2 separate regions of the Rattus norvegicus genome follow, and region 1 is linked to region 2. Evidence: chromatin contacts called from public Hi-C data. All regions are on one chromosome and are shown on one strand. The core of a region is the stretch at or near the end of the contact, and the rest is flanking DNA. Distances in the headings are between cores, read along the strand shown.

What was found. A called contact is a pair of places that touch in the nucleus more often than the background predicts.
Region 1: a contact with region 2 is called in a Hi-C map of liver, with 6 times the contacts expected there. The contact joins the promoter of Bpi here to the enhancer-like site in region 2. A contact is called at or near these places in 10 of 12 Hi-C or Micro-C datasets (the A7r5 cell line, Schwann cells, frontal cortex and 5 more).

The regions. Positions count from the first base shown.
Region 1 is chr3:167,328,022-167,330,904 of GRCr8, forward strand. Bpi (bactericidal/permeability-increasing protein) reads left to right here and starts at 1,531. Exons shown (of 15, transcript NM_001004079.2): 1 at 1,531-1,852. The coding sequence starts at 1,723.
Region 2 is chr3:167,288,769-167,291,585 of GRCr8, forward strand. It overlaps Kiaa1755 (KIAA1755 ortholog), which reads right to left. Exons shown (of 14, transcript XM_006235463.5): 3 at 2,498-2,817; 4 at 1,895-2,077. Among named protein-coding and RNA genes, the nearest start is that of Kiaa1755, 15 kb to the right of the region's middle. Within about 2 kb of position 1,458, at least 6 of the 93 cell types and tissues checked have an H3K27ac peak or open chromatin away from gene starts, as enhancers often do. A contact at or near this core is called in hepatocytes, kidney and liver, where this site is marked.

The sequences.
Region 1 (2,883 bases), core at 281-2,780, 39 kb after region 2:
GCCTCAGAGTGCAGAAGAAAGGTACCAAGGGAGGTGCAAAAGGCAAAAACCCAGGGACAAGTCTTCCTGGTGTCTCCCCCTCACCTCCTCCTGAAAGGCAGTGACCATGATCCGACTCAAAATCATTGCATAGGAGAAGCAATTGGCCCTCCCCTGCCTTGGAAAGAATCCCTGAGAAACATCTGGCAAGTCCTGTGTACACGCTCTGTGTTTGTTCCAGTACTGGGAAGGCAATGTCTCCTTGCTAGGGCAGACAGCAGGAGGATCCTCTTAGAAACAGTGATGAGGGGGAAAAAAAGAAAGGGAGGAGAGGGGAGGGGAGAGAAGACCTCAGAAGGATTCCACAAAATCCAGGGATGGGGATGTCTGGGGGTGTCGTAGGAGAAACCTTGAGCCTCTGAAGTCCAGCCCCTTCTTTTCACCTTGGAGACGGAGCCACTCCCATTTGGGGCGGGACTGCAAAACTTCAAGGTCTTGCATGCAAAACTGAACTAGGTTGCAGGGTTCCCACCTTGCCCCTCCAGTCTAGCGCCTCCTGCTGGTGTTAGAAGTATCTTTTCTCTGAGAGTAGCTTGCTGTCCCCTCAGAAGCCTCTCAAGTCCTCATCCCTAAGAAAGGGTGAAATAATGTGAGAACAGATACCTGGTTAAGAAAACTCGGCTAAAGAAACGATGGACTATTGAATGCTGGGCAAGAACGTTCGCTGCTTATTATTCAGAAAGAGAGAACTTTACAGGGCTACCCAGTACGATCCTGTTTCTAAGAGGAAAACAAACAGGCAGAACCAACTATGTATGCTTGCCGAGGAGGGGGGCAGCGGGGAATGGGACAGGGGAAAATTAAAATATGTTTGGTCTTGTTTCATGGAGAAGAGTCCGTGGAACTGATTCTCGTATTTATTTCTGAAGTCCCGTTAATGTTGCCATCTGGACTTCTTTCTCTCAAGGCATACTATGCCTGCTTTCTCTCCTATAAGGCCACCCTGTCCTCACAATAAGCTCAGGACAAAGGTGATAGCCCCCCCCCTCCACGACCCTTCCCCCACTGTATAGGAGAGGAAACCGAGGTTCAGAAAAACAGAGGCTGAAACCAGCCTTTAAAGGAGTAAAGAGATACCAAAAAAAAAAAAAAAAGACAAGACTCCAAAATTAGAGCATTAAAAAAATACCCCGAGGCCTGGAGTAGTGGGGGGTGGCACTCCAAAGGTCCTGGGGTTTTTTTGTTTTTTGTTTTTTTGGGTTTTTTTGTTTTTTTGTTTTTTTTTTTTTTTTTGGAAAAAAAAAAACCATTTTACTAAGAAAAATACCAAAGAAATAAAAAAAATAGATACAGTGAATCTCCATGTGATCATCACCCAGCTTGGGAGAAAACCTTAAATGAGGTGAGGAGGACTCAGGAAAAGGATGGAAGGCTAAGGAAGAGGAATCAGTCCCAGAGCCACAGGTCTCAACAGGCTTCCGCGTGCTTGCATGTATGTGCGCGTGCACGTTCACAGCACATGCGCACACGCCCGTGCTCGCACAGACCTCTAGGCTCCACTGGGGCAGCCCCTGGACTGGTCCCCAACGTTGATGGGGAACCGCAGCTGCCCTCCCCCTCCCGCCCCCACGGTTGCCTTCCTCCTTCCTCTTTCTACTACTGCCCTGCCCTTCCCCAGAAGGCTTTTTTATAGGTCTCAAGTTCCCATCCGAGGCCTTGAGGTTTGGGGCTGCCCTGGAGGACATGGCCTGGGGCCCTGACAACGTGCGGAAATGGTCAAGCCTGGCACTGCTGGCCATCGTGGGCACAGCTTTGACAGCGGCCACCGACCCTGGCTTCGTGGCCAGAATCTCCCAGAAGGGTCTGGACTTCGGTAATTGGATGCCTTTTTCCCTTCCTTCCTTTCCATGACTGGGCACTTAGGGTGCACAACCCTTTAAATAGGGTGCCTGGCAAATTTATAGATCTGCTGGGGATACCCTCCCTTTCCCCCTGTTTGACATTGAAAGAAACTAAGGCACAGTCTCATAGGGCTACGAAGTGTAAGAACTGGGACTGAACCACACTCTAGAAGATTCCAAGTGCCCCGGGACTCTGAGGATCCCCGTGGTCCCATCTCTCTACACGGTGTCTCGGCGCACAGTCTAAACCCTTTCTTTCCAAAGCCTGATGTCTGCCTTACCTGTTAGAGAATGTCAACCTGAGAGAGGGAGCCCCCTCCAGTGAGAGGTCCACACTCTGCAGACAGACTCTGGGGAAACTACCCCAGGCTATTTTCCAAGCCCAGGCAGGTAACAACTCCCCTCACCTCTTCGCTGCTGGGAGCTTCACAGATCCACCCACCGGCCCCGATTCTTCCATGGCAGGACTGGGTGGGACATACTACAACTGTCCACTTCTGCAGGAGAGCAGAGTCTCTCTTGTAAAAGCTATGGAAAGTGCGCACCTGCGTTTCAGCTCTGGTCCTCCCTCACTGAGGCCCTTCATGAGGCTGCTTAGTGCTGCCTCCCGGTGACAGAGAGAGGAACTGCAGAACTCAGGGCGATCCCAGCTCAAATCAGACCAGGTCCTCACACCCAGTTGTGCACAGGCCCCAGGGGATCTGCTCTCCTACCCCGGAACTCATGTTCCAGGCCATGCAGGACGTCGAAGGGATACTAACAGATTCCCCTAAGAACTTCGAGGAGGATATGGTTGTGTTTAAACCCAGAACTGGTGTGTGTGTGTACGTGTCACATGAGTGCGTGTGTGACTGACTGCTTGGGTGAGCAGAGGCTCAGCTCATGTCCCATGTGGCAACTGGAGTGAGTTTTTGGAAGTGCAGCAATCCTATTAACTTGTATGCTCACATCCAAAGCTGACCCTGAGGCCTGAGCTTGGGGAACAGGAAGCCTAGATCCCATC
Region 2 (2,817 bases), core at 208-2,707:
TGATGAGACAGATTCAGTTCTGGCCACATGAGGTTTCTTTGGGGATTGAGTGTTCCTGGGAGTGTTCAGCACTCGGCCAGGACCAGTGGATTCAGCTGTGGCGACTGGGCACCATCTTTGTCCCCATCCTATACAACTCTTAGCATAGCTGGCTTAACCTTCTGCCATGCTGTTCTGCTTGCCTAGTGTGCGTCACCCTCCTCTCTCCAGCTACTGAGATCCAGCCAAGGCAAGATTTCCGTATTCCTCACCTTCTAGAACTCTGGCCCTGGCCCAGGATCCTGCATTAAGCTACACCTACAACTCCACTGCCTCCTGGGATTGGCTCAGGATGGAGTCAGAGCACAGACGCCTGAGGCACTGAGGTTAGAGCAACACAGCTCTAACCCTGCAAACCCGAGAGCTTGCAGAGTGTAGATGGATCCAGCAGCCCCGCCTGTCTCCTCTCTCTAGCTCCCACGAGGTGCAAGGGAGAGCCAGTCCCTGCACAAGTTTGAGCAGCAAAGGGTCAGAGGCTGGATGTCCTGGGACATGTCAACCATGTGACTGGTGCCTGACTCTGCTTACCCACCAAATGCTGCCGGGACAGGAGCAGGGCAATAGGCAGCCTTTCACGTGGGAGGCCCCACTGCACCTGGTTTGTTTTTGTACTGGACCAAGGAGACCCCTGTGCTCCAAACACTGCCCTTGCCATCTCTAGCCCTAAATAAAACCTTTCTGCTGTGGCCATGCTGGGTGATCAATGTCAGACAGAAGCAGGAGCGGCAGGTGACAATGCAGGAGGCTCTCATAGCCACTGGAAAAGTTAATCAAGTGTCAACAAATGACTGGGACACCGGCAGATGGTCCCTCTAGGGTCTGTGGGTAGATGGGGCTCAGGAGATGTCCAGGAACAGCGAGGAGGCAGGACAGTTAGCTCCCAGTTCGCACGGTGGCCCTTGGGGCCCCTGACCTTTATAAGTGCTGTTCCCTGACTCAGAAACACTGTTCCCAACATTTCCATGGCCAACGCCCATTACTACTAAACTTCTTCCAGAAGCTGTCCTGGCCTCTCCCATGGGAATCCTGGGCCAGGGCCACTATCTACGTTTTCCCAGTTCCTGGACATTTCCTTTACATTAGATCATAATGACCCCTTGAATTTTCTCTAACACTAGAATGAAGGTTTTGTGGGTGCAAGGATCACATCGGACTCATTTCCTAACAGTGCTGACTCTAGGGTTCAGGAAACAGAGATTGAATAGCCAATTGGGAATTTAAGGCCTGCAGCATGGATGCTGTCACTGGCTGGTCCAAGGGGGTCGGGCTTGCTTGCCACAGGCTGGAAGGACTGATACCAGAGCCTCATAGATGCCTCCGTCCCTGAAGATTTTCCCTTAGCTATACTAGCTTATTGGCTCAGCCTGCATCCCATTCCAGGATCAGCCTTCAGTTAATGACTGACAGACTCAGGATCAGCCCCAAGTTAATGACTGACACACCCAGGATCAGCCTGCAGCTAATGTCTAACAGACCTAGACATTAAATACTGACCCCGATGGCTTAACCGGCTAGGTAGTATAATCCATCCCTCAGAGCCTCCCCAGAGCCTGACCATGGTCTTCTTCATCCCTTTCTCTGCCTGCCTTCCTTTGCTCTGTCCCTTCCTTGTGGGAACCTTTCCAAGAATGTTTGTCTCAGGCTTGGCCTTGGCTGCCTCACTGAAGTCTAGATAGATGGATGGATAGATGTTTGGGTGGATGGACAAATGAACAGACGGTTGAATGGATACCTAGACGCTGCTTTCCTCTAACTCAAGCCTTTGGCTGGGAACTGTGCAACCTCCTGAGCCTTCTCCCTCTTCACCCGCCAGTGTCTGGGAATGCTCCTTCCACTCCCCTCTCAACCCTGGGACCTGGCAGGCAGGCTATCCTGGAGTGGAGAAGCTTGACTCCCAGAGTCACAATCCTGGGCTTGGGCCTAGAACACTCCTCCAGGCGAAGTCCTCCTCCTGGGAGACCTGCAGAATCTCTCCGGAAGCCAGGCGGCTCCCCAGACAGTGTGCCTGAGCCAGATGTTGTGGGGAGAGTTGTTCCATCTGGGGAAGAAAAATGACGAAGCAGGAGATGTTAAACAGGAGACAAACTCTTCAAGGGACAGCTTTTCTCTTCCATCCAAATGACAATACAGCTTATAGCACGATCTGGTCTCTGACAGCAATGCTAAGTCCTTTCCTTCTGGCACATCTTTGAACCATCAGAACAGCTCTGTGATGTTAAATCCCCAGCAGAGAAAGAGGCCTAAACTCAGAGAGGTCAAGCGTCTGGCCAAGGTCACACAGCATGACTAAAAGCTAGAATGTGACCCCAAACAGCCTCAATAGTTGCTCAGCTCAACACTAGTGAGACGTCTTTAGTTCCCTGAGACTGGGACAGCACTGTGGCCCCCGCAACTCACAGCCTGAGCCTCCTGCCCCGGGATAAGCTTGGTCCTTGCCCTGCTGAATGTGGGCTCTTACCTTTTCCTGGGGCCTTGGCTCCGCAAGGCTGCAGAGAGTTGAGGGGGCACAGGGCCTTCCAAGGCTTGGTGAGCTGGCCCTTCTCGGGGTTCCCAAGAGGTGCCCGCTGTTCTTTCAAGTAGGAGAACTGGAGCCCAGGAGCTGGGGACCCGTGGCCTGAGATGTTCTTACTGAGGCAGTCCTCAGGCTTGGAAGCTCCGCCATGTCCTGGTGTGGTCTCCTCTGTGTTTGTCTCAGACGCTGGGGCTACAGGGCCAGCTGAAGACAGGAGGGGAGAGAATGCTTGTCTTGGCCCAGGCCTGAGCTGAACCATGGCTTCT